7 separate regions of the Mus musculus genome follow, and regions 1, 2, 3, 4, 6 and 7 are each linked to region 5. Evidence: chromatin contacts called from public HiChIP or PLAC-seq and promoter capture Hi-C data. All regions are on one chromosome and are shown on one strand. Each heading gives the region's core, a stretch centred on a gene start, on an enhancer-like site or on the middle of the called end of the contact. The rest is flanking DNA. Distances are from core to core; before and after follow the strand shown.

Evidence for each region. Promoter capture Hi-C pulls out the DNA fragments that hold promoters and counts their contacts. HiChIP or PLAC-seq counts read pairs in DNA pulled down with a chosen protein or histone mark.
Region 1: a promoter capture Hi-C map of embryonic stem cells shows a contact between it and region 5, with 3 times the contacts expected there. The contact joins the promoter of Hoxb6 here to the promoter of Sp2 in region 5. A contact is called at or near these places in 12 of 39 promoter capture datasets (the 3T3-L1 cell line, the C10 cell line, cranial neural crest and 5 more), 15 of 115 datasets of contacts at active chromatin or transcription factors (bone marrow-derived dendritic cells, bone marrow-derived macrophages, cardiomyocytes and 10 more) and 2 of 9 other capture datasets (adipose tissue and embryonic stem cells).
Region 2: a promoter capture Hi-C map of embryonic stem cells shows a contact between it and region 5, with 3 times the contacts expected there. The contact joins the promoter of Ttll6 here to the promoter of Sp2 in region 5. A contact is called at or near these places in 1 of 39 promoter capture datasets (embryonic stem cells) and 2 of 115 datasets of contacts at active chromatin or transcription factors (embryonic stem cells and pancreatic cancer cells).
Region 3: a contact with region 5 is called in a promoter capture Hi-C map of liver, with 5 times the contacts expected there. The contact joins the promoter of Rpl23 here to the promoter of Sp2 in region 5. A contact is called at or near these places in 5 of 39 promoter capture datasets (the 3T3-L1 cell line, liver, neutrophils and 1 more) and 1 of 115 datasets of contacts at active chromatin or transcription factors (pancreatic cancer cells).
Region 4: a contact with region 5 is called in a promoter capture Hi-C map of liver, with 6 times the contacts expected there. The contact joins the promoter of Ube2z here to the promoter of Sp2 in region 5. A contact is called at or near these places in 5 of 39 promoter capture datasets (the 3T3-L1 cell line, the C10 cell line, hippocampal neurons and 2 more), 2 of 484 Hi-C or Micro-C datasets (cerebral cortex and regulatory T cells), 3 of 115 datasets of contacts at active chromatin or transcription factors (bone marrow-derived macrophages, extraembryonic endoderm stem cells and pancreatic cancer cells) and 1 of 9 other capture datasets (macrophages).
Region 6: a contact with region 5 is called in an H3K27ac HiChIP or PLAC-seq map of bone marrow-derived dendritic cells, with 8 times the contacts expected there. The contact joins the promoter of Hoxb9 here to the promoter of Sp2 in region 5. A contact is called at or near these places in 11 of 39 promoter capture datasets (the 3T3-L1 cell line, 3T3-L1-derived adipocytes, cranial neural crest and 7 more), 2 of 484 Hi-C or Micro-C datasets (nephron progenitors and palatal mesenchyme) and 10 of 115 datasets of contacts at active chromatin or transcription factors (bone marrow-derived dendritic cells, cardiomyocytes, embryonic forebrain and 7 more).
Region 7: a promoter capture Hi-C map of liver shows a contact between it and region 5, with 4 times the contacts expected there. The contact joins the promoter of Mllt6 here to the promoter of Sp2 in region 5. A contact is called at or near these places in 2 of 39 promoter capture datasets (liver and pre-B cells) and 2 of 115 datasets of contacts at active chromatin or transcription factors (memory CD8 T cells and pancreatic cancer cells).

Annotation. Positions count from the first base shown.
Region 1 is chr11:96,297,298-96,301,112 of GRCm38.p6, reverse strand. It overlaps Hoxb6 (homeobox B6), which reads right to left and starts at 2,039. Exons shown (of 2, transcript NM_008269.2): 1 at 1,522-2,039; 2 at 1-444. The coding sequence starts at 1,936. The coding sequence ends at 185. The region is part of intron 1 of Hoxb5os (homeobox B5 and homeobox B6, opposite strand); the gene reads left to right.
Region 2 is chr11:96,131,625-96,135,440 of GRCm38.p6, reverse strand. Ttll6 (tubulin tyrosine ligase-like family, member 6) reads right to left here and starts at 1,655. Exons shown (of 15, transcript NM_172799.4): 1 at 1,480-1,655; 2 at 533-570. The coding sequence starts at 1,655.
Region 3 is chr11:97,780,528-97,783,828 of GRCm38.p6, reverse strand. It overlaps Rpl23 (ribosomal protein L23), which reads left to right and starts at 1,390. Exons shown (of 5, transcript NM_022891.3): 1 at 1,390-1,485; 2 at 1,940-2,023; 3 at 2,367-2,495. The coding sequence starts at 1,473. Snora21 (small nucleolar RNA, H/ACA box 21) reads left to right here and starts at 2,063; the gene lies at 2,063-2,190.
Region 4 is chr11:96,064,034-96,067,394 of GRCm38.p6, reverse strand. It overlaps Ube2z (ubiquitin-conjugating enzyme E2Z), which reads left to right and starts at 2,031. Exons shown (of 7, transcript NM_172300.3): 1 at 2,031-2,443. The coding sequence starts at 2,121.
Region 5 is chr11:96,976,397-96,980,174 of GRCm38.p6, reverse strand. It overlaps Sp2 (Sp2 transcription factor), which reads left to right and starts at 2,487. Exons shown (of 7, transcript NM_001080964.2): 1 at 2,487-2,554. The coding sequence starts at 2,548.
Region 6 is chr11:96,269,302-96,273,067 of GRCm38.p6, reverse strand. Hoxb9 (homeobox B9) reads right to left here and starts at 1,738. Exons shown (of 2, transcript NM_008270.2): 1 at 1,010-1,738. The coding sequence starts at 1,526.
Region 7 is chr11:97,661,536-97,665,192 of GRCm38.p6, reverse strand. It overlaps Mllt6 (myeloid/lymphoid or mixed-lineage leukemia; translocated to, 6), which reads right to left and starts at 1,781. Exons shown (of 20, transcript NM_139311.2): 1 at 1,513-1,781; 2 at 159-238. The coding sequence starts at 1,621.

The sequences.
Region 1 (3,815 bases), core at 790-3,289, 680 kb after region 5:
CCGCCAAGCGCCCAGGAAGAGCTCTGCAGAAGGGGGCATCCAGGCAAGCACTGGGCCCTGCCCGTCGTGCTCTGGACAGCAAGTCCCCAGACTCCCCCGACCGCAGAGCCTTCTGGGGCTTTCGGGTGCCCTAGGTTCCCCCACAGACCTCTCCCTTCGCGTCCCCCCTCCCTTTGCAGCACCTTCACTCGGCTGGCTTTTCCTCCTCCTCCTCCGCACTGAGCTGAGACGCACTGAGCAGTTTGCTCTCCTTTTTCCACTTCATGCGCCGGTTCTGAAACCAAATCTTGATCTGCCGCTCGGTCAGGCACAGGGCGTGCGCGATCTCTATGCGCCGCCGGCGGGTCAGGTAGCGATTATAGTGAAATTCCTTCTCCAGCTCCAGGGTCTGGTAGCGTGTGTAGGTCTGGCGGCCTCGCCGACCGCTGGGCCCAAAAGAGGAACCTGTTACGCAGAGAGGAGAAACTGAGGCCTGGGGTCATCACACCAAGCCCATAGCCCCTCCCCCACTCGGCCCTCAAACGTAAAGCTAGCCTGTCGGGAGTAGTCTTTCCCCCTCCCATTCCCTGGTCCCCGTTTCCTACTCCTCCAGCGCCCCCTCCAGATTCCCTCCTGGACTCCGAGGCCTGTGCTTTCTTTCTGCCTAGACTTTCAGTGGGGGGAGAGGAGGGGCACTTGGACTCTCACCTGAGCTTGGGGGAGGGGCTGGCCAGGTGTGCCTCCTACGAGCTGTATCTTTTCTTTCCCTTCCTTTCCATCCATCCAGCCCTCCCTACCCTACTCGATGATAGATTCTGGCCCTTAATCCCTAATGACGTGGATCGATTCATAGTCCGCATTAACAGCCCCTCACTTTCGTGTCCTGCTAATGGACATCAATTGGGACTTGAAGCCCACAAATAATCCAACCTGAGACCCAGGAGCCAGTTTGTTCTTCTCACTCCCTCCGCCTGTCCTCTCTTCTTCCTTCCTCAGACTATACGACCCTATGGTAGTGTCTCACAGCTCCCTGGTCCCCCTTCCCCAGTTCTCCTCCCCCAGCCCCAGGGAAACACAATCCAGGACCCAAGTAAACTCGCCCTTGCCGGCGTCATGCCACCCCTCCCCTTTCATGACGCACTCTTGTTTTTAATGGAGTGGTCTTTGGGTGCGGGGCACCCCCCACCCCTCAGATCCGGACAAGAGCTAGGGAGAACATAAAGGAATACAGGACCAGAGACTGAGTCCCCTAACCTCTTCCGGATCAACAATCCTAGCCTGACTTAAGTAGGGAGAGCCCACTTATTCCCCCTGCCTTACTGTGCAGCTGGGACTTTGCAAACTTTGCAACTTCTGCGGGCAAGAGGACTGATCTGGAGGTCGGGGGGGGGGGCAATCTTGCTCTATCTGCTGAGATGCCCACCTAGTTCCCAATGGGAGAATTGGGGTTGGGGGATGCTGACACTTTCAGTCTTTCTGCTTGCCGACCCCCCCCCACACACACACACACACAGACACGGGACAGCGGGAAGTCTCACTCACTGTTGCACGAATTCATGCGCTGCATCCACGGGTAGACGGGCGTGGAGCACTTCTGCTCCTCGGTCTCTCCGAACACGCTCTTGTCCTGTGCGCAGTCGGACTTGCGCGGCTCGGGGTGGAACGGGGGCGGCTCGTCGGCGCCGGAGAGAGCGCAGGCCGCGTCCTTCTCCCGGTAGAAGGCAGGCGCCGGCCCATAATCACAGGGCGCCGCCCGGCCGTAGCCGCCGCCGGCTGGTGGGTAATAGGAGGACGCCGCAAAGCCCTTGTCCTGGCCGGGTCCCGGCCCATAAGGCGCGGGGTAGTGCCGCAGCGGGTCCGCATAGCCAGACGAGTAGAGCGGCAGCTGGCCCAGGAAGGACTCCTGCCCGCTGGCCAGAGTGACGGGGAAGGTGGAGTTCACGAAATAGGAACTCATCGGGAGGGGAGGCGCGCGAGGCCGCTGCTGCTCCGCCGGGTTTATGATTTGTTGTGTTTTATAGTCCGAGCGCCGCGCCTATTAGTAGTATAGCCGAGATTGGGTTTTAGCTGAGGGGGGATGGCGAGGTGCCAGTGAGGGCCAGAAGGAAATACAACCATCTGATCCAACACTGACCAATGGCAGAGGCAGGAATTGTCAAATAGCACCCAGGAGGAGCGCAGCCTGCACGAGGGACCCGCGCACAAACCTATCAACCTTTTCCCCCTCCTTCCTCTCTCTCTCTCTCTCTCTCTCTCTCTCTCTCTCTCTCTCTCTCTCTCTCTCTCTCTCCACAACGCGCCCTGATCCACCTACGTATGATCTGCGAAAGAGACGTCTGTGCTTTTGAGGGAGGAGGAAGCAGTTAGATGAAGATCATCCCATTCCCCAGTGATGAAATAAATACAACCTCCCCCCCCACCCCACCCCACGCAGGAATAGGGAAAAGTTAATTGTGTTTTCAGAAAAGTTAACCCCTGCGTTGCATGGGCCCGTTCCCTCAAGGGAGGGCTGGGTAAATATCCTCGAATCTCGTTGAGAGAGAATAAAGGGGGAAGGTCTGTTTCTAGGGTTTTGTACTGGTGTGGTGGTGGTGGGGGGTGGAACGAGAACGGACTTGTCCGCTTATTTGCTTCATTTTAGAAACAAGAAAAGAAGAAACACCCTCCTTTGAAGGTTTGGAAAATCGTTTATTGTTTATCAGGCCTGTTTCCCCCTTTTAAGTTTAGGTTTTATTGTATCCCGACTTCAACCCAATTCCCCAGCTTAGAGGAGGGCAAGCCAGTTCCTTCTGCCTAGAAGACCCAAAAGAAGGAAATGTCAGGGGTGTGTGAGCCCAGTTTCTCCCTCTGGCTGCTCCCCGAAGCTATTTGCTATTGCTATTTGGCAAGCCGACCATCCGTATGCCCAGCACAGCTCAGCCGTCCTGGCTGCAGTCTTGACTGAGACTGGGCCCTGGAGAAAGAAACTAGTAGTCCTTAAACTTGGTGATGAAGGGGAAACCCCAGCCTAGGTAACTTTACTTGTTTTCATCTCTATTCTTCCTGCAACCCTTGCTTGGTCTCTCCTCATCTATCCTTATCTCTCAGGCCAAATGATGTAGCAAGAATCCCTGGCTACAGATTTTTAGAACCAAAGATGTTCCCTGTAAATCTAGATACTGGGGGGAATTGTCTTAGAAATGTTGAGTCTTCAGTATTGGAGACCGAGAGTCTCCTCTTTTTCCTACTCTCTTTATAAACTGGTGGTTCCCTTTGAAATTCGCATCCCAAGACTTGGTTTGGATTTGATTTTATAAGGAGAGAAGGCTGCTAGGTCCTCCTAGGGACTTAGTAACCACCTTCCAACCATCAAACTGGCATGCTTGCTCTAGTTCTAGACACTCACAACACTCCTGTCTCTCAGCCACTCTACAGACCACCTCCCACGTCTCATGTTTATATCACCTTCTTAGCTGCTGTAAGGACTTGGGAGTGGAAGAAAATAGCTATGCTCTCTTCCTCTCTCATCCAAAGAAAATAAGGACAGATCCCAACCTGGGGGACACAAGGTATTTCTGACATTCTAAAATGCACACCCAAGACAAACAGTGTATCCAACCTGAAGACAGGGAGGATTGGTTGTAAGACGGTGCCTGGGGTCAGGCCAGGCTGACCCACCTCTGCCTTGTTCTTTGGGTTCCTTTTTGTGAGCCAGCTCTGCCCACGGTTAATAGGAAAGGGCTGAGGATGGCTGATCAAGAGGGAGGATTTATTTGGCTGCAATGTGGCCTCTGAAGTTCTTTGAACTCATAGCAACTGCTAGGCTGTCCCTTTGTGGCAAAATGACCATTCCCGGG
Region 2 (3,816 bases), core at 406-2,905, 840 kb after region 5:
AGCAGGAAAGAGCTCTGTGCTGGGAGGTCCCTTTCTCACATATTGAAATTAGAGAGCTGGCTCCTTGGGACTGGAATGTCTTTGTAGATGGAGCAAAGAGTGTGGGGAATAGTGTTATTGAAGGGTACATCTGAGGCTACATGGGGTGAGTGTTAGACTCACCCTGGCTTCCCTTTCCCAGGAAAGAGTCCTCTAGCTTGTCTCCAAACATTAAACCCTGGATGCAAACTAATCCTTAACCATAACCAGGCTTAATCAGTGAGATAAACTAGTACAGAGGCAGGTGGGGGTCTGGGGGTGGGCAGCATTTGACATAGTTGAGTCTTGAGCTAGCCTGAGCTACACAGTGAAGCCCTGTCAACAAACATGTACGTAAATACGCAAGACTATGGGCTGTGCACAATGCCCCTGTGATTTTCAGGAGACTTCCAAGCATTCTGAGACCCTGTTTATCACCCTCGGGCATGCCCAGGACTGGCCCCTTCCCCACCCTTCAGTCTCCATCACAGACCCCTTGAACAGAGATACTTACCGCTGTCATACCGGCAGTTAGATAGATTGATCACCAATCATCTGGAAAAGAGAAAAGGGCAGACAGCAAGACACAGACAGATACCCAGGCCAGAACACAGGGCTGGGGCCAGACACATGTGTCCCAGTGGCCACACCAAGCCATGCACCTCACAGTTCCGTTACTCCATGTGTTACAATTGCCTTTGCTTGCGATTTTGTGTTAACACCATTGCCTCAACCCCCTTTTTAATTTTGTCAGTGATGGGACTTGAACCCAGGGCCTCCTGCCTGAAAGTGAGGCACTAGACACTAGGCTACACTCCCAGTGGTCCCTGTACTTTTACACCATCAGCCCATTGGGGACAGAAATTTTATTTTATTTATTTATTTTGGGGTTTGTTTGCTTGTTTGAGAAATTTTAAAAGGCACATATTTTTTACTAAAATATTGTCTCCCCCTTTCCACTAAGGGAAGCCATTTAGAAGATAGACAATACTCTCTTACAAGGCAAAGCAGAGTATTAACCCAGAAACGGAATGCGCAAGCTGCAGCTGCCAGCCGCCGGGGCTGGCAAGTCACTGTGGTCCTGTTACACTGCAAGTATGTGAAATTCCCAGGACACACGGGAGCTTGCGCTTAGGAAGGGAAATTTTTTCCTTGCTCCTTCAGCAAGGAGCTCCCTCTCCACCCAGTCTTTAAAAGGCATTGCAAACACAAATAGAAGGAAAAGTACAAGGTGTGATTCGAGGTTATGCACACTATTATGGGATGCCATAAAACAGAACACTGAAATTGGTGTGAGCCAGAGGAGACAAGCCCTGTGTCCCCTTTTCCTCTCATCAGCCAAGACCTTCTTCCCTTGGGCCCTTCCTGCTCTTATCAACACCGACACCACACACACACACACACACACACACACACACACACACACACACGCCCCGAAACTCCTCGTTTTTCAATACTAACCTTTTTTTCTTCCTCTTTTTCTTACCATGCTGCTGTGCGTTCTGGAGCCTCTTTTGTGTGTTCTCTCTCACAAAAGCCAGGGTGACAAATTCTTTTAGCTCCTCCAGATCTTCTGTGGAACTCTCCTCCCTCTCTTCAGCCCCTTCCTCACTTTCCGAAGTCAGGCACTGTAGCATCTTCCTAGCCCTGGAGGAGGCTCTGGGGAAACATCAGTCCTCCCTGGAGAGAAGGCAGAGCGATCAGCAGTTGTGTGGGTCCACCTGAAGGGGGCGCTCCTCCCTTGCTCATGTCCGTTCCCAAACAACTGGTTGTAGTTTATAAAAAATGCTCCCCGCTCCAAATGCGCGCTTGGTGCACGCTCAGGGAGAGAGCTAGTTCCACCTTTGGCAAAGACTCTGACCTTGGGGACTCACCTAGCCAACCCTAGCTTTGGTTTTGGCCATCTGGGGTTTTCTGAAAGAGGCCGAGCTGCTGCTATGCGCTGTACCACCTGGTAAACAATCTTATTATTAAAGTCAGAGTGCGCCTGGAGACAGCCTCAGAACTCAGCTTCAAGCCTTTCTATCTGAGGGACTGAGTCCCGAGGGGGCAGTGGAGGTGGGCTGAGTTCTGTTAACCCTTACAGTGCTGCATTCGACTTCCCACAAGGCAAGATGCAGGCACGAATAAGATGCACAGGCGGCTGTGAATCAACAGATGTCCGTTCCCAACAATACTGAGAATGGAACTAAGAGCTTCTGGAAAACTAGTACTCTTAACTGCTGAGATCTCTCTCTCTCTCTCTCTCTCATTCTCTCTCTCTCTCTCTCTCTCTCTCTCTTTCTCTCTCTCTCTCTCTCTGTCACACCACACACACACACACACACACACACACACACACACACACAGCGTTCTGCCTTCACAGTTCTTTAGGAGTACAGTCTCTGCCTCTGCCTCTGCCTCTCTGCCTCTGCCTCTTCCTCTCTGCCTCTGCCTCTCTGCCTCTGCCTCTGCCTCTGCCTCTGCCTCTCTGCCTCTCTGCCTCTGCCTCTGCCCCATCTGCCTCTGCCTCTCTGCCTCTGCCTCTGCCTCTGCCTCTGCCTCTGCCTCTGCCTCAGCCTCTGCCTCTGCCTCTGCCTAACCCAGATTTTCCTGGCCCCGTTCAGATCACAGCCCTCACACCAAGGCTCATATGGCCATAAGGCCCATTTCACAAGGCTCCCACCTCCTCCCTTCTCCTCCCCACCAACCTCCACGCCTTTAATGCCCACACTCCAGCCTCTCTCTCCTTTAGTGCCCACAGGCCTCTCTCCTTTAGTGCCCACATGCCAGCCTCTCTCTCTCCTTTAGTGTCCACAGGCCTTTTGCCATCTACTTGCCTGCCCTGCTCATACACATCCTTTGGATCAAAGCTTTTAAAAATGAATATCTTTATCTTTCAGTTTATTGCTGAAATCATGTTAAATAAAGGAGGCCTTAAAGCTGGGAGGGCAGACATCACCTGTGGCTCACCTACTCTACCAAAGCATCTTTGCCTTGGCTGTGAATTCTTAAATTCTAATTGTAATTATTCTGACATCATTTTAACCATCTTGGCACCTTCTTTCTGCCCACATAATATATCATAAAGGCGCGTTTGCATGTCCCTAGGTATATTTTTGTTCTCTCTGTCTGTGTGTGTGTGTGTGTGTGTGTGTGTGTGTTAGCGGACAACAAACCTGTGGGGGTTGGTTCCCCTATTATGTGGGTTCTGGGATCAACCTCAGGTAGGTAGTCAGGCTTGTTGTGAAACACACTTACCTACTGAGCCACATCAATGGCCAGCTGGTTCCTGGTTTTTAATGGCTAGGAAACATTCCATAGAACCAACCCTTGCCTTATTGCTGGTCATATAAGTTGCTTCCATTTCTAATAGTCTCTAAACATCCTAAAACATATTTTCAAGCTGGGGATGGGGGGGTGAGGGGACGGGGACGGGGGATGGGGGAATGGGGATTGTAGCTAGAATCTGGCTAGTGGGGAGGCTGAGGCAGGAGTTCCTTGAGCCTAGTAAGAGTCCGTCTCCTAAAGAAGAAAAACAAAGCCGGGCAGTGGTGGCACACGCCTTTAATCCCAACACTCGGAGGCAGAGGCAGGCGGATTTCTGAGTTCGAGGCCAGCCTGGTCTACAGAGTAAGTTCCAGGACAGCCAGGGCTACACAGAGAAACCCTGTCTCAAAAAAACCAAAAGAAGAAAAACAAAAAAATCCCCTTTCATGTATAGAGGGTCCTTTACTTTGGAGTTTTGCCTCTTGTTTGTCTGTTTCTTTATTTAAGACAATGTCTCACTATGTAGCGCAGGCTGGCCTGCAATTCTCT
Region 3 (3,301 bases), core at 141-2,640, 800 kb before region 5:
GACAACGATATACTGTATACTGGAACTCTCACAATTACTCCTATTATTTAGGTTTTTTTTAAAGATTTATTTATATTATTTATATGAGTACACTGTAGCTGTCTTCAGACAGACCAGAAGAGGGTATCAGATCCCGTTACAAATGGTTGTGAGCCACCATGTGGTCACTGGGAATTGAACTCAGGACCTCTGGAAGAGCAGTCAGTGCTCTTAACTGCTGAACCATCTCTCCAGCCCACTCCTATTATTTAGTATCTATTACCTGCCTCCAACCTCTACCCTGGCAGAGGAAAACCCATAAAGGCAAGAATAATGCTCTATTTTATTCCCTCATGTAATCTGGACAGAATCTGGCCCTGATATAAGTATTCAACGCACATTTGAATGAATGTTTCAACAGAAGGTAAGGAAAATAGGGAGAGGTTGAGGTAGTAAAAGGGGAAATTAATATTAATAAATTAAAACATGTCCAGTCGGGCGTGGTGGTGCACGCCTTTAATCCCAGCACTTGGGAGGCAGAGGCAGGCAGGCGGATTTCTGAGTTTGAGGCCAGCCTGGTCTACAGAGTGGGTTCCAGGACAGCCAGAGCTATACAGAGAAACCCTGTCCCCCCAAACAAAACAAAACAAAACAAAACAAAACAAAACAAAACCTGTCCATCTTGATTATAAGCAAGCATAAACTATCCTATATTTAAGCTTTACGAAATTTTGCACATCTTTAAGAAGCAACAAAGCCAATCAATCGGTCACGGTTAGCTGTGGGCTAAGTCTAAGAATAATTAATAATAAGGTACTGAGTTGTAGTCCGAGCGGCTGTGTGAATGTCACTAATAGAGTATTGTTAACTCTCATGACGAAAGAATGTTATGGTACCAAACACACAGACTCATCTGTAGCGCTCCACTTAATTGTTCCACAGCCAAATGAAACCATTCTGAACTTGCTCTTGCCCCATGTGTCTGTTCTTTAGGAACCCTTACAGAAGAATTTATTTTACTCATGTATTTATTTGTTTTGAGGAAGGATCTCATGGGTAGCTGAGGTGATGTTGAAATCGCCGCAATTCTCCTGCTTCAGCTCCCACGATGCCGAGATTATTGGCGAGCACCACCACACCCGCAGCAATAATTTTCGAATCCCTGTTATCCAGAGAGGGGCTTGGCCACAGAGCTCAAAAGAAGCTGTTAAGCAAATTTTAAAAAGCCAAAAGGCAATGTGTCCATATCGCCAATTACTTCCGAGGCGTTGGGTGTAGCCCCAAAATTACTCGCCCCTACACATCTTAAGCGCAGCTTTCCCACGCAGAACGGTCCCGCGGAGGCCCAGGCCTTTTACGTCATCTAGCTGCGACCCGGGGAGGGAGGCGGGCTGGACGAGGTCCGGTCACGTGGCTGAGTGGGCGGGGCCTCCCGTTCATATCCCAGTGTCCCCTGTACTAACTTCCTTTCTGACCCTTTCCGGGCGTTCAAGATGTCGAAGCGAGGTGAGGAATTTTGAGTTTGGGGATCCGTTGGCATCTGCCGCGCGGGATGGCCCGCCCATCCCTTGGCGACGGCCCCCGGCGGCGGTGATAGTTTACAGTCCCGGGGCCGGAGATAGAGAAGATGGGGGCACCGCGGAGGCCTAGAGGGAGCCCTGAAAGAGGGCGATGCCAATGGTGTTGAGCTGGTGTAGGAGCGGAGCATGGGGCCGAACGGAGAACGTGGGGTCGACGGGACTGCGCGATATCTGCGGTCCCCGCAAATGCAGACGAGGTTGGAGCCTCGCAGTCTCCTTCTTCCGCAGGAGGATGCAAATAATGGGCACGGCCGGGTCCCGTGACAAGTGCGTGGTAGCCGGGGAGCGGCCGGCCCTCGCCGAAGCGTGTGCGGTGGGTTATAGTTGGGAACTGTGAGACCGAATGTGGACCCTTGTCCTGTCTGTTTCCCTCCCCGCAGGACGCGGTGGGTCCTCCGGGGCGAAATTCCGGATTTCCCTGGGTCTTCCGGTCGGAGCTGTGATCAACTGTGCAGACAACACAGGTGAGGCCTTCGGCCGCGTCCTGCCACCGTCCCCTTTTAAAAGCACTCAGTGAGCCTTTTGCTAGTGACCCACTGAGCCGTCAAGAAGGGGCAGAGTGAAAAACACCACTTTTGGGTGAAGTGGCAACGTGTTGTGTTGTTTAACTTCAATCGGTGTTGTGACAAGACACTTCTGAAAGATTACTTACAAGCCCGATGAGTTTTACGAAAACGGTTTGTTTTGGTTTGTTTGTGTTCATGCTTTTCTGAGACTGAGTTACTTGGTGTATAGCCTTGCTGACTCTATATTGTGAATTCTGCCGGTCTCATACAAAATTTACTTTTGTTTGTTTTTTTCCTATAGGAGCTAAAAACTTGTATATCATCTCTGTGAAGGGAATCAAGGGACGGCTGAACAGACTTCCTGCTGCTGGTGTTGGGGACATGGTGATGGCCACAGTTAAGAAAGGCAAACCAGAACTAAGGAAAAAGGGTGAGCGGGGAGGAGAGCTTGTTTTTTTGTTTGGTTGCTTGTTTTGGTTTGTTTGTTTGGTTTTTTTTTTGACAGTGTTTTTCTGTGTAGCCCTGGCTGTCCTGGAACTCACTTTGTAGACCAGGCTGGCCTCGAACTCGCCTGCCTCTGCCTCCCAAGTGCTGGGATTAAAGGCGTGCGCCACCACGCCCGGCCCTGGGAGGCTCCTTAAGTCGTAGTGGAAGGTAGAAGTTCTCTGGGTGTTGGAAGATGGGATCTTAATTCTGTGGCTGTCAAGGAAGCTACACATGTGAGAGCCTTTGAGATCAATGCCTCAGCTCCCTGTTTGAGACAAGGCTTGACTTGGTAGCACAGGCTGGACCTCAGTGTTGGGCTTACAGACACGGCCACATGTCTGACTGCTGCGGTTTATGGAACACTTTGTTTTTTCTCTAATTAGGGTCTTTTCCGTCTTTCATGCTATGTAATCTGCCACTCACCTGGCTAAGTTCTTCCCCTGTAGTAGACTATGTAGTCTTACCAGAAAAGATCTTCAGTTGGTTGTCTGTCCCTAGCTGTCAGTGCAGATGACAATGTGAAATGGGTGTATTTTTGTGGGTTGTTGTCCGAACACCTGGAAGCAGACACATTGTCCAGAGGCCTTGTGATAGACACTGTACTGGGAGCTGACTATTGGTGTATTAACTACCCTGAAATGTGTTCTCATCAGGTAGATGAACAGACCTCAGAACCTCCTCTGCCTTGAGTGTTCCAGCTGTAGAACTTTCTTGGCAGGATCTCACTGTAAGCTTGGCTGTCCTTGAGCT
Region 4 (3,361 bases), core at 782-3,281, 910 kb after region 5:
TGGAACTAGCTCTGTAGAACAGGCTGGAGCTCAAACTCAGAGAACTGCCAGCCTCTGCCTCCTGATTGCTGGAATTAAAGCCATATGTGTCATCACTGCCCAGCAAAATAATTTTGTTGTTGGTGGTGGTGGTTTTTTGAGACAGGGTTTCTCTGTGTAGCCCTGGCTGTCCTGGAACTCACTTTGTAGACCAGGCTGGCCTCGAACTCAGAAATCTGCCTGCCTCTGCCTCCCGAGTGCTAGAATTAAAGGCGTACGCCACCACGCCCGGTGCAAAATAATTTTTAATAAAGTGTTATTTCATTTTATAAAAAATCAAACCTAAACAAAGATACATCAACAAAACATGGAACCTCTATAAAATAGTATACTAATGAGTTTTATTTCATGTTACAGTCCTAAGATGAACTCTACTAAGCTGAATTCACAAATAATACACAAGCTAGAGCCCTAGGTACATGCATGTGTGTGTGTAGCAAAAAGGACAACATCTGGAACCAGATGCAGCTTTGCCCCCTGCTCTCAGTGTGATCCTATGTGTGTGACTGACCTTCTGTCTGTCTGTTGTCATTCTGTCACAAAAGGCTAATAACAGTCCTTCTATCACAGAGCTGGTGAGAGGAACAAGTAAAATAAAGCAGATAAACAATGTGTAGCCTTAAGCACTCAATTAATGGCAGCTTCAAAACATAATGTATTCACTATTCCCAGACCCCCGCCCCCAGACCATTTGAGAAAACGCACAAATGTCCAGAACGCAGGCTCTTCACTTGTTGGTTTTTGTGTTTTGAGACAGGGTGTCCCTTTGTTGCCCAGATTGCCTTGAACTCAATTTGTGGCCTCAACTATTTATGTACGATAGTTCCCTCATCATTCCTCAACCTCTCTAGTGCTTAGCTTACGAGCTGTGCCACCACAGGAGCCAGGCTTCTTCGGGAGGAAAAGAAGAAGAAAAAAAAAAAAAAACAAGATCCAAAGTGAGGCTCTGGCTGTTTGTTCTAGAATGAATCTTCATAAATGTACTAAAGTTAATATGAATATTTCATTGGGTGTGGTGGCTTATGCCGGTCATCTCAGCACTAAGAAGGCTGAGGTAAGCAGCTACATATTGGAAACCTTGTCTCAAAAACTATTCATACACTTTGCTATAGAGTATCAATGTGTTTGTTTCGGATGTTGTCTCAGACCAGCTGAAAGGGTTGTGTAAATTCTCAGTCATGCGGTACCTCTGGTTTTCCTACAGTTAGCAAACACACACACAGACTCATATTCCTGTCAGTAGAACAAGGTTAAGGTCTTTTCCCCTTAGTCAGAGTTAATTTTCGTATTACAAATCTCAATATAGTTCTAAGAAATTGAGAATTTCAAACCCGTAACTCCAGGATTAGCGGGTAGAAAAGGTACTGAGCTTGGAATCAAGCCTGATGCTTGACTTCTACCAAGCTGTCAACTTCTGTGTCATTATCTCCAGGGCAATGCCTAGCAACAGCTCCTGGCCTTTAGTATGCCCTTCATAAATAAATATCGAATAAACTCAAATGAGGTGGTCTTTTATTCGCACGTTCTGATTCCGTTCTTCCTCTTAGTCCATCCGCAGTCAGGCGACAATAGTAGTCGATGGGGGAGAAGACCAGACATGATACAGCACAGAGCCGTAGGGATGTGAAGGGCCCTAAACTACTCAAGCTCTTCTTTCGATTGCCCTACAGGGAAGGTGGACCTTAGTCCTACCCTAGGATTGAACATCGATGGTCCCTCCCTTTAAAAGAGAAGCTGTGGGTCTCTCCATCTTCTTTGAACTGTCTTCTCCGACATCAACTCTCCCAACATAAAACCTTTAACCATGGAAGGCTACCAGCATCTCCAGCGGGGCGCAGAATCTGCGCTGGCCTGGAGCGCCAGCTAGTCCGCTAGCCCCCGCCCCCCGCTCTGGAGGACCGTGGGTGGACGCTCTGGCAGCACGCCTCTCGCTGGTCCGGGCGGAGGTGGGCGGAGCCAGCGCCACCCGGGCTGGGGAAGCCGAGGGTGGGGACACTCTGGCCCGGCTCTCGGTGGTGCGGGAGCAGCGGCCGCTCTGGTCGGCGGACGTGCTGCTGAGCAGTCCCGGAAGCGAAGCAGCGATGGCGGAGAGTCCGACTGAGGAGGCGGCGACGGCGACGGCTGGCGCCGGGGCGGCGGGCCCAGGGTCGAGTGGTGTTGCCGGTGTGGTCGGCGTTAGCGGGAGCGGCGGCGGGTTCGGGCCGCCTTTTCTGCCGGATGTGTGGGCGGCGGCGGCGGCGGCGGGCGGGGCCGGGGGACCGGGGAGCGGCCTGGCTCCGCTGCCAGGACTCCCGCCCTCGGCCGCTGCCCACGGGGCCGCGCTGCTTAGCCATTGGGACCCCACGCTCAGCTCGGACTGGGACGGCGAGCGAACCGCGCCACAGTGTCTACTTCGGATTAAGCGGTGAGCCGGGGGTTTTTCCTCCCTCACCCCGGAGCTCCAGGGCTCGACCTTCCCCGCCCCCCACCTTTCCCCATCGGGGCTCTCTCCCGCCTCACGTCTTCCAGGCCCAAACCCTGCGGGCCTCTCTACTGACGGGGGCCTTAAGTGTCGCCCTTTCCCTCCCTCCCGCCCTCTCAGCGCCCGGCCCTACAGCCCAAACAGATCCGCGATTGCCCTCGGGCCTACCCCGCCCCTTAGCGACCTCCGGTGAGCCCTGCAGCTCCGTTCCGGATGCCTTATCCCTACCCCCTCCCGTTCACCCGAAACCTGACCCTTTTGCTCTTCTGTAACGCTCGGTCCCGCCCTTCGCACTTCCCCTCTAACCTACCCCACCAGCTTACCTAAAGGCTGCCCTCAGGCCCCACCCATCAGTTCTCCATCTCTTCTGGAGTCCCCGCTTGGAACATCCTCTACCTGCATTGCCCAGTTGCAGACTCGAGTCAGTCTTCCTTTTTACCTTTCCTTACCTCGTTTCCCCACCATATGGCCCTTTCCACGGGTCTAGAGAGCCTCCCTGACTTTCCAGATCATTTCTTGAACCCCCTTTCCAATCACCCCAAAACTGTCCCTCACACCTGTCCCTGAAACTCTGCGTTCCTACCATCTCTCACTATCACTCTGGATTGTAACATCTTAGTCAAGAACTTTTTTCCTATTATTTACCCCCAAGGTTGTCTGGTTTACTTTTGTAAAGCAGATGTACTCCCTTCAAATACAGGAACAAAAGGCCTAGGGCCTGTCTGTGCTTGTGTCTTGGGTGACCGATCTTAGATCGTATCACTTCATAGATAAATATGTTTTGCAAAAGTGCTCACTTAGTATGGTACCAATTGCATGGCAAAAGATAAGACTGTTGAGCTATTAATTTTGAAACTTGTT
Region 5 (3,778 bases), core at 1,238-3,737:
TTCTTCCACTGTAGCTCAGTCCCTTAGGGCAGCCATGAGGGAGAATGGGGCTCAGTGGTAGAGACTGCCTCCGATGTGGGAGGTCCTGGCCTTGATTCCCTAGCCCTGAAACAAACAGAAGTGAAAGAGTGGGAGAAGGGAGTCCTTCATGTAAGCCAGTGACAGACCAGGGCAGCCAGCACAAGCAAGGCGAAGCTTGACTGGGCAGGAGTGAAGAGAACAGATTTTGTAGGACAAAGGAAAGGCTTACCTAAGAAGAAAGGGAACTCCTATGTGTTTAGGGACTGTGACACCTTTCCTTGAGAGAAAAGACTAGGGAAGCAAAGAAAGGTGGGGAAAGGCATGAAAGACAAGAGCATGGAGGGTATGTGTGCGTGTGTGTGTGTGTGTGTGTGTGTGTGTGTGTGTGTGTGTGTTTGTGTGTGTAAGGGTGAAGGACCCAGTTTAAGCAGAAAGCTTTGATTTTATAAAGGACATAGAGTCCCAATGAAGGAACGGTGCGTGGGCACACATGTGCACACGGACGCCAGAGCAGGACATACACTGGGTCCTGCTCTGTTGCTGTGTCTCACAAAGCCTGGAGCTAGGTTGGCCACTGGCAGACTCCAGCCATCCTCCGGTCTCCGCCCTGACCTCACATGTGAGAGGTGGGGTTACAGAGGCTGAACTCCAGCTTTTCACACGGGCTCTGAACTCAGGCCTCTTGTGTTTGAACAGCAAGTGACATCTTCCCAGCCCCAAGTGAAGGATTCTAGCTCCAGAACTGATAGCATCTGATGTTTGGTGTTTCAAAACCTAACCAGAGAGAGGTAGACTGGTAATTCCAAATTACTACACTCTAAGCATTTGGCTCTTTATTGTTTATTTATTTATTTTTTTGTTTGTGGTTTGTGGTGTGTGTGTGTGTGTGTGTGTGTGGTTTTTGTTTTAGACAGGGTTTCTCTGTGTAGTCCTGGCTGTCCTGGAACTTTCACTGTAGACCAGGCTGGACTCAAAGTCAGAGATCTGCCAGCCTCTGCCTCCCTGCTGCTGGGATTGAAGGCCTGGGCCACTGCCACCCAGCTTGGCTCTATATTTTGTTATCACTTTATCTCAGCAACCTTTTCTTCGAAGTGACAGGAAGAAGGAGGAGGAAGATAGAAGAGGCGAAGAGAAAATGTAATGAGAGCTGGGGAACAGCTCGACGATACAGTTCATGCTTAGTGTTTATACAGTTCATGCTTAGTGTTGGGGACTTGATCCTCAGCAAATAAGACCCCAGCAGGGATGTATGTGTCTCATCTACCTGCGATCAATGTCTCTCAAATGTTGATTTGGGAAGCTTTGTTACATGTTCTTATAAGTTAATTTACTGGATGTAAAACATTTTTTTCTCACTGTGGGTTAAAACAACAAAACAAAACCAACCAGGAAGGGTGGTACTATGAGGTGGATGTGTGAGTGCTCTGGCTTCAACAAGAGTCTAAGGGTCCACTGCAGATGGGGTGTGGGGTTTCCTACCCACGCAGGTCTCAAGCCAGCGTGAATTCCCTCTGAGTGCTACGTACAGCTTGCCTAAGTTAGTCGTTCGCAGAGGGCCTGGAAGAGAAAGCTAAACCTACCTGTGGTGCCTGTCAAGCACGGCCCCTCATACAGGAGGAGATGAAGCAGAGACCAAGCAGGGTCGCTAGGATGCCAGCGTGCAATTCTGCCCACCTGAGGCGCAGGCTAAAATGCAGATTCTAGGCACACACACCCCGCCCCCCGGGAAATAGCAAATGTAACTAGGGACGACCCTAGGGATCTGCTTTTGATAAAGGCTCAAACACGCCTGTCTGAAGCTGAGAGGATCAGGGAAGCTCTGCGAAACATTGGTGAAGATTAACAGGGGCTTGAGATGACATAATGACAATTCCCTCTAGGAAGTGCCAGGTAACCCAACTCCTGCCAGGTCGTCGACTCTCGAGAGGCGATGGATGGCGGGCGAGGGCCTGAGGTGAAGGCGATGCGCTCACTGGGGGCCGGGCACCGCGTATCCGACAGCTACACTTGAGACTCACCATGCCAGACTGTATTGAGAGATGTATAAGCTCTTTACGGGGCATTTCACAGTAGCACTTCTGATTGGCTTTAGGGCAGATCTATCACTTATCTGCTGGGTTAGAGGTGGGTGGAAGGTCAATTACGACCAATACAAAAACACTTCTCGGCTAAGCCCCTCCTCACCCAGCTTCCTGTTGCTGTCCATCAACCTCCTAGCAGGCGGGACTTTGCCTCCCGCCAGTTGGCTAAAGGATACGTCGTTCATTCCCCCGTTGATTTCCGGTTGGCGACTCCTACCGTCTATCAATGACACTTCACAGTTCTATTGGCCAGACCAACGTCACTCTAGATGCTTCCCAATGATTGGTTGAAAATGCTGTCGGTCCCCAATGTACCAAGCGTTCATTGGTAAAAGCTGCCGTCGCTCGGGCGGTGGCGGGCTCCGGGATTGGCGGGTGCTAGGCGGGCGGTGTCAGGCTCTCGGTGGCGGCGGAGGCGGCGGAGGCCAGGGAGGAAGATGTCGTAATGAGCGGTGGGTCCTGGCGTCTGCCGGCGGCGTCTTCCCGGCCCTCAAGGGTCGGGAAGACGGACAGAGGCCTCGGGGAGGGGAGGCCGGAACCGGGGGTGCCCCCCTGGGACTGGGACTGGCGCCGGGGCCCGGCTACGGGAGGGGCGGGGGAGGAAGGATTCCCGCCCGGAGGAGGAGCGCGGCTGGCCGGCCGGGCGGAGGCACCCGGAAGGGGGCGTTAGACTCCCCGCCCCTCGGAGCCCCGGGCGGGAGGGCGGCGCTTCCGGGGCTGGCAGGCGGCGGGGGCAGCAGGGCGAGCCTGATAACCCCCTTCGCCCCCTCAGCTTGGGTCGCGCCGGGCCTTCAGCCTGCGCCCGAGTTTGCTCCACGCAGGCGGCCGACGCCCCCTCGGGCTCGTCCTGTGGGCAGCCCAGGCTTGGGACCCAGGTGGTGCCAGTCAGATGGGCCCTGCTGGTCTGAACTGCAGCCTGCTGGCCGGGCCACCGCAGTCCCAGAGGGTGGCAGGATTGGAGGGAACGCCCTAGGCAGATGACTGCTGAACGAAAAACCGACTTTTAATGTTTATACCTGGATCCTTGAGCCTGCGGCTAGTATCTGCAAGCTCTTGGAATTTTAGAAGTTTGGAGAACTTGTGGACAGAGCTCCCAGGCTATGGCCCGATGCCCCTTGCGGGGGGTGGGGGGGTTGGGCAAAAATGCACTGGAATTCCAAAAAAGCGTAGGCGCTATCGCTCGTAACAGATGACCTAAGAAATAAAATAGATGCTTTTCTTCATCCGCGTTGCTGGCTTAAGGGTGCTCAGAATCTTCCCTTCCTTCTTAGGTTTCTTTCCCAGTGCCTTATTCTAGTTTTAGTAGAAAAGGAACTGTCTTTTGCGCTGGGCGACTGAGAAACCTGTCCTCTCTACATTCCTTGGTTTTGATTCTAATAGCCTGTCATGTTTAATCGTTTCATAACTAACATGATCCAGGGGGACTCTGTTTGGTTTTTTCTCCTGAACTTTCCCCATTTTTAGGAGGTTACAGGATTATTACATATCAAAATAAAAGTTTGGGCCTGTAGAGGCCTGTCAACGAGGAGAGAGGCAGACCATAGCCAGTGGTCTGTGAGCCAGGAATTGGCCCAAGGGTCCCCTTTATACAGATTTCATTGTAGAAAGGCGATTAACTTTTCAGTGTGTACTGGCAGGAACAGGCTACAGCTGTTCCATGCTGTGCCCTAGAAGGC
Region 6 (3,766 bases), core at 489-2,988, 710 kb after region 5:
GAGCGAGCCCCAAACCAGTTTGTCTTCCCCATCCTTAAAAACAAACCCCTAAAAGTAAGCCTCCTCTACTCTCAGCCAGCAGCAGTTTCCACTTGGGGTTTTATTTTAGCAAGGGTGCTTTTAGGAGTGGGAGGTGGTAAGAAACTCTCCACCAAGGGTAGAGTTCTCCGCCCCTGCGCAGTCCTCCCCCTCCCTCCCCCGGGGTCCCTTTGGGTGTCTTCTCCTCCATTCTAGAGGGAGGCCCTGTCTTTAGCAAGTGATGCCTAGACTCTCGGAGAGGTGAACTGCCCGGCCTAAGTGATCGGAAGCCCCGCGGAGATCAGCGTGCAACCGCAGGAGGAGAAACGGCCGTCCTGTCGAGGATGCCCTAGAAGGGCGGGGGACCCCCGGAGGGAAGGCTCCCGGGGAGGGGCCGGCGCACCGGGGAGGGGGCTCCGTCACCGCATCCTGGGCTTCCCCCGCCCCTCCCGGCGCCTGCTGCCGACCCGACGCGGCTACTGCGTGAGATCTGCTAGGAACAATCCTCCGCCAAGCTGTTGCATCGCAAATAAAATCCTAATGAGCCCCCTCCCCCTTCCCCTTGGCCGGCAGGGACGGTCTGCGCGTGGCGCAGGCGGCTCTGCCGAGTGCTCTTCGGCCCCGTGCCCGCGCGGGCTCCGGGCCGCGCTGGCCATCGGCCCGGCCTCCTACAGTTCTATCGCAGGTCCCTCTCCCTTTTTCCAGCCCGAGCCTGGGGAAGAATGAAGGACTAGAGAGACTTGGTCCCTGAGTCTCAGTCCCTGCGCCACAAGGAGGAGTGGGGGGTAGCCTCAGTGTCCCCCTCCTGGACACCCAGCTTTTTGCTTTGCCAGCCCCTTCCTTCCTCTTCCCTCCACCCACTCTAGCCCTGCGGCCCCAGGCGCTCTGTCCCTTTACATTGTCCGCTTTATGGCCTCTCCCCTCCCCTCCCCCGGGCCTGGCCTGCAGCCTGGGGGGGATTTCCTCACTTTTTTTTTTTTTTATAACTTACTTTGATCCGGCCTCTCTTTGTCCTCGCTTCCTTCGCAAATTTTATTGTCCCCGTAGCCAGCTCTTTGATTAGACAGGACAGCCTCCCTGCCCGCCGAAGTTTCCAAACTGTACTCGGGCGTGCCCTGTTTGAGCAGCTCCCCCGGCGCGCCCAGCAGCGGCTCCGCCTTCACGGCCGCCTGGCCCTGCCCCGGGGCGGCCTCGGCGCGCGGCGCCGGCTCTAGCCAGGTGCGGAGGTACCTGCTTTCGGCCGCCGGCGCGCCCTGGGGCTGCAGGTAGGGGTGGTAGACAGACGGCAGGCTCCCCGAGGCGTGCGGGCTCAGCGGCGCCCAGGAGGCGCCGAACACCGGCGCTTTGGGCTGGAAGCTGCACGAGGGGAAGTCCAGGTGCTCGGCGTGGCCCGGCTGCCGCGGGTTCGCGTACTGGCCCGAAGGAAACTTGGCTGGAGGCGCGTCCTCGCTCTCGTGACTTATGATCGAGTCGACATAATAGCTGCTAAGCGTCCCAGAAATGGACATTCTCAGACATTATCCGCGCGCTCGCAGGGGGAAGGGAAGCGCTCGCGCCGCGGCGCCCAAGCAGGGAAAAGGTGGCACACGGACCCGGTGCAGAGGGCTTTCGGACGCGACCCCCCCCAGACCCCCACCCTCCCACCCCCACCCCCTGCTCAACTTCTCAGCCAACAAAGTACAGTGGAGCAGCCCGGCTCGGAGCTCCTTGCAAAATGATTGGTCAAAGTTTTGCGGACTGCCTGATAAAGCGTCAGCTCCGACATAAATCAATCGGGCGAGGGGGCTGCGCTCGCGCTGTCATCCGTCCTCACCGCATTCCATATCCAGGATGGATTGTTTTATGCTGATGCAATGTGCTATCACGTCAGGGCTCCGGCGGCCACGTAACCTCAGCCTGAGCTGCCGGGCCGCCCGGGCCCCTCCCGCTTTTACAGGAAGGGGGGTTCTCAACATGGGGCGATGGGGGCGGAGGAGAGGCGGAGGCAAGCAGCGGGCTGCCTCAGGAGGGACGCAGGCTGAGGAGCCCTCTCCCCAGGCAGATTGGGGGGGGGGGGAGGACCAGCATACAGGGAGGGAGAGCGCCCCAGCCTCAGAGCTGCGGGAGAGGCCCGACAGGGTAATTAAAGAGGAGGTAGTCTTGTCGCCCCCCCCCAACACCTCCACCTCCACCCCGCGGGCCCTCATTTCCTGTCCTCTGTCCCCTTGACAGAGATGTTTATTAAACAACAGCAGTACAGCGACCCACAGGAGATGAAGTAAAAGGATGAGAAAGAAGTTGGGGCTTTTATAGGACAGTTATCCTCTTTGGAGGGGGTTCAGGGCACAATTTGGGGAGATTTACGTGACTAGGCTCTTCCCTTGATCCTTTAGCAGCTGAGAGAGGCGAAAGGGGACTAGTGTCCAAAGAATCATTATCTGTCTTGAAATTATAGCCTGCCTAAGGCCAAAGAGACACACCAGGCCCTGGAACTAGAGTTTCGGGAGACTAACCAGTCTTGTTTAACTCCTTAAAATTTTTCTTGGGCCTTTGTGAAAGGCTGGGTCCATGGTCATTTCTTGTCCTTCATCCAGGAATCTCTGAGACCCTTAAAAATGTCCAGATGAGAGGGCTAATGTGGGAAATGATTAAAGGAGAAGGGGAAGAAGACTCCCCAAACGGCACAGTAAGGAACACCGGGTTACCTTCCTTTCCATCCAAAAAGGGAAAGAGGCCAGCTAAATTCTCAGCACTCTAGCGCTTTTCACCCGGAATTGCCGCTCTGGAAAAGGTCCAAATACTGACATAGGACGGTAGCAAGTACAGAGGAGTCCCCGGCATCAGTCCGTTTCCCCCACCCGCCGCCTTCTCGCCTACAATCCTCTCGTGGAGATTACAAATAGTGCATTTTATTAGCAGCTAATCTGCGGCCCTGCGCAGGGACTCCCCCGAGGCCACGGGCTGGTTTCCTGGCGGCTCTCCCAGCTCTTGCCTCTACAGCTTCTGCCTGGGTGCAGGCGCCTCCCCCGGTGTGGTGCTCTGGGAGGCCGGGCCCCTAGACAGGCTTGGTTTCCTCGGGTTAGGTTTAAAGACAGATTTCTTGGCTATTCTCTGAGTCTGGACCGTTATTAGGCAGACTGCTCCGGGGGCCATGACTCCCTCCTTAGCCTCCCCTTCTTTTAGAAAAAGTGGAACCGTTCTAACTTGGGGGTCAATATGTTTTTAGCCAGTACCCCTACTGCCCAGTGGAAGGCTGCGGATCACCTCCGAGAGCACACACACAGTCCCGCCCGCTTGTCTTTCTAAATGAAGCCATCTCGTGTCATTACGTGTGAAATACGAGGGCGAAGCGCCATATTTCTTCACATTATGGCGATTTCAAAATGATTTTTTAAAGATCAATGCGGGCGCCCAGCCGGCCCCTTCAATTCCACCCACGCTCTTGGAGAGCGACAGCCCAGCAGATCCGGAACCAAACAGCGTGAAGATCTATTTTTTTCCCTGTAGTATCCAAATGGGGAAACAAAAATCCGATGCAAATTCTTCTAAGTAGCGGTTGGACGCTTGGAAAAGTCAAGAGAGCTTCCCGGATCTGCCAGCAAGAAGCTGGGCCTGGAGCGAATGAATCATAGTTAGGGCAGAGCACCTGTTCCTGCTTTGCTAGTCCTATGAAATCTGCCATCAGTTTTACCTGTAATAAATATAGTCTTCAGGCCAAAAAAAAAAAAATCCCCTCCCCAGCCATAAATAACAGCGTTATGAAGCATGT
Region 7 (3,657 bases), core at 532-3,031, 690 kb before region 5:
GTGCAGAGCTGAGGGAGAGATGGGGCTGGTGATAGGCAGCAGCAAACAGGAAATCCTGAGTGACAGAGCTTAGTCCTGCCCCAGCCTCAGGGTACCCTATTAACCTGCAGGAGATGCTCAGGTGTAGGGGAGAGGAAAGGGAGAGGGGCTGGACTCACCACCCTGGCTGCACGCTCCTGAGATTCACATTTCCTGCAGAACCAGGGTCCTGTTGGCACCTGGACGATGCCATAGCAAGCTAAGGGTGGGGGAAGGAGACTCACTGAGCAAAGCCATCAGCCAATGGTTCCCCCCCCCACAGAGTAACTGGGGGCAGGCAGGGAAGAGACCCAGCCTACTAAAGCCAGCCCAGTAGGTGGGGCTGCTCCCCAGACCCGGGATCACTCAATGGAACAGGACTACAAGAAATGTCCAACCGCATAGAGCCAGCCTTCAATCACACAACCAAGCATTTCAAACAGGGGCAAAAAGTCTGACAGAGTCCTTGACCTTAAACTTCCAAAGATCCTCCATTCTCATCCCACCCCTCTCCCTTTTTTCTGGACCTGAATTCCTCCCCCTCCCCCCCCCCCCCCCCCGCCGCCTCTGCCCTGACCAGTCCCCTAGGCACCAGAACAAGAAATAGTCATGATTGTAACACGTTTTGTTGTTATGAGGGGAGGGGGGGTGCTTCTTAAAGGGCCAGTAAGGGATAAGCCAAGGAAGTCGGGGGTTCAAGGACCTCATCTTCTGCCTCTGTCACACGTACAGGTCAAAAGTGAAAACAGAGGGCAGGTGCGGGGCAGGTACCCAGAGGAGAGTGGCGGGAAAGGCCCGCAGCCACAGCATTAAGGGTTGTCTTGGGAAGGGGGGTGGTGGTGGTTGCCTGTGCCAGACAGGCGGAGATGCCAGCCTGCGCCCTCGGCAAGATTCCTTAAGGAGTTAACTCCCGAACCATGTGCGGCGGCAGGGGGAAACTCCAAACCTCTCTCTCCTCCATTCCGGCCCCCTGTAAAACCGCTCTCCCAGCCTCAGCTCTTCCCCGGAGGGTTTCAGGATCCCTTCTCCCGTGGGACCCTTCTCCTCCCTTCCCAATTCCGCTCCTCCCAGTATCCGGAAGCGAAGGGGGATGACCCCCCCTTGACCTCTTCCTCCCGGAGCGGGAACCAAAATAAACCGGGCGGGAGGGGGGGTTACCTCGCAGGTAAACATTCCCGGGACAGCCCTGACACCGGCGGTGCGGGGCTCAGGGAGTTCACTCCTTGCGCCCTGGACTCTCCCCAAAACTCCTTCAACTTGGGGTGGGGGGCGCGGGACTGAACAATAGGCAAGAAAACAATGCCTGACCCGGTCCTGGAGGACCAGGCTGGGGATGGGGGGGAGCCCACGCCGCCTTTCGCTTCAGGTGGGTGGGGGAGGGGCAGGCGCCCCAGGAGGGCTCCGGAGGGCGCGGCCGAGGGCACCCCGTGCGCGCGCCGCCCCGGGGTCCCGCAGCTCCCCCCCCCCCGCCGGCCGTCTCCCCCCTCCCCTTACCTTGGTGGACGGCCACGCTGCACGCGTGCCCATCGCAGTAGACCAGCGGGTTTTCGGCCCAGCCCCTCTCGTCCGAACATACGCAGCAGCCTCCTACCATCTCCTTCATACTCCCATGAGCTCCCTCCGGGGCTGGGGCTGGGGGCCGGCCGGCGGGGGTCGGGGGTCAGGGGGGGAGGGAGGGAGCGGGGGCCGCGCGCCTCCTCGCCCCCTCCTCCGCCGCCGCCGCCGCCGCTTCTTTTCTTTGCCTCCTCCTTCCTCCTCCTCGGCGTCCTCCTCCTCCTCCTCGCTCGCTCTGTCTGGCCGCCCCCCCCGCCGTGCTCTCGCCCTCATGCCCCGACGGGCCCCCCCCCCCCAACAATGAGACTCGCGCGCCGCGCTCCCCTTCCGCGCCGCTCGCCGGCTACCAGAGCCGCCCGGCCGCGGTGCAAGCAGGGCCCGGCGGGGGAGGCGCCGAGTGGCACATCGCGGGCGCCCGCCCGCCCCGCGCCGCCCGCTCACGCGCCGCCCCCCCGGCCCCCCTGCCCGGCCGCGGCAGCCATGGCCGCGCGCCTCCGCTCGCTCGCTCGCTCCCGGCCCGCCCGCCGCCGGGTAAAGTCTTAGGTTCAGGGAACAAAGCCTGGCTTGGTAGGGAGCTTTTCGCTCGTGCGCTCAGTGCAGCTTTCCCCGTCTTTTCTTTTTCCCTTTATGACTCTAGGTGGGTAGTTCCCGAGTCCTCCCCTCCGTGTCACACTTTGGGTCTCCGGTCTCCCATCCCCCTTCTCTGGGTGTTCTTCAACCCTAGGGAAATCTAGGGAAGATGAAAAAAACCAGGGCTCTTAAAAAGAACTGGAGCGATGTTAAACCATTTACCCGTGCTTGTTCTTGGAATGGGAATGGTGTCTCTGGATGGCAGCTCATGGGTGCTGTCCCTGGAGGTCACTCTGGAGGGTAGACAATGCCACGTGTAAACTTTTACTTACTTTACAAATCTTTTTTGTTAGTTTGAGACAGGATCACCAGTAGCTCCGGTTAGCCTCGAACTCACCACTTAGTGAAGGATGACCTTGAACTCCCAATTCTGCCTCTGCCACCAAAGTGCTAGAGTAAAGGCGTGCACCACCACGCCCCGCACAAAAATTTGTTGAATGCTAGAGTCGGCTGCGCGCCAGAGTAGAGGTATTCCTGCCCTCCAGGAACTTCCCTTTGAAGTCTTCAATGTCAAGGTCTCTAGGCACCTTAGGGGTACAATGAGGTACCCCACCTTAATTCAAGATCTCTGTTCTAAGTCGTAACTCCACCCCTAGCCTCAGGGCGTGCCTTGCGTTTTAAAGTGAGTAAAGCTGCCTCGGAAGTGCTTGCCAACAGAATCACGCCTTGACTTCTGGGCAGGTATAGAATCACAGTAGCGTACAAAAACGCACCACGAAGGATTAAAGTCCCCGAAATTGGGTCTAGGGTTTGATGGAAAGCGACCCAAGACTTCCCCCAGACTGGTATAAGCCCAAAGACGAGATCTGATTCCCCTTTTTTCTTTGCAAGGGGAAAGACGGCGCCCCCACAGGGACCAAAGGTCAAATACCCCCTCAGCGGGAGGTTGGGTGGCAGAGGGGAGAAGGCAGCCCTGGGGGCTTCATCCACACTTCAAAGACCTCTAGGCCGGGAACGCTTCCTGGGGGGGAGGGGCAGAGGGCTCGGAGAGGAGATGGCGGGCTGGGGGATTGAGGGTGGAGGGGGCCGCTCCCCCTTCGGCGCACTGCCCCCCTGGCCGACTCTTCCGCCGGGCCCGCCTCCTTTTCACTAGCACCTGTTCAACCGGAACATCAAGGGGCCAGAGCCTCCGCGTTTCTTTAGTACCTTTCATCCCGGAAGGGGGGGGAGATGAGTCCCCGCCCAGGAGGGGGGAAGCAAGGAGGGGGAGAACTTGTCCTTGACCTGGTCTGTGGCGTCAGGGATTTACTCCCTTAATCCTGGCGAGGCGGGAGTTTGGGGAGGTCTGTGAAGCTGAGTTCTGGGCTGGAGCCCTCAAATCTGCTCAGTTTGGACCCTGGGAATCACGGAGGCTGAGGGAACGAAGACACTGTGTCTAGAAAAGTAAACTTGCGGTAGTCTGTTTTACGACTTCTGAATCAGGACAGGTCGAAGGCCGGGATCTCGGCTATGACG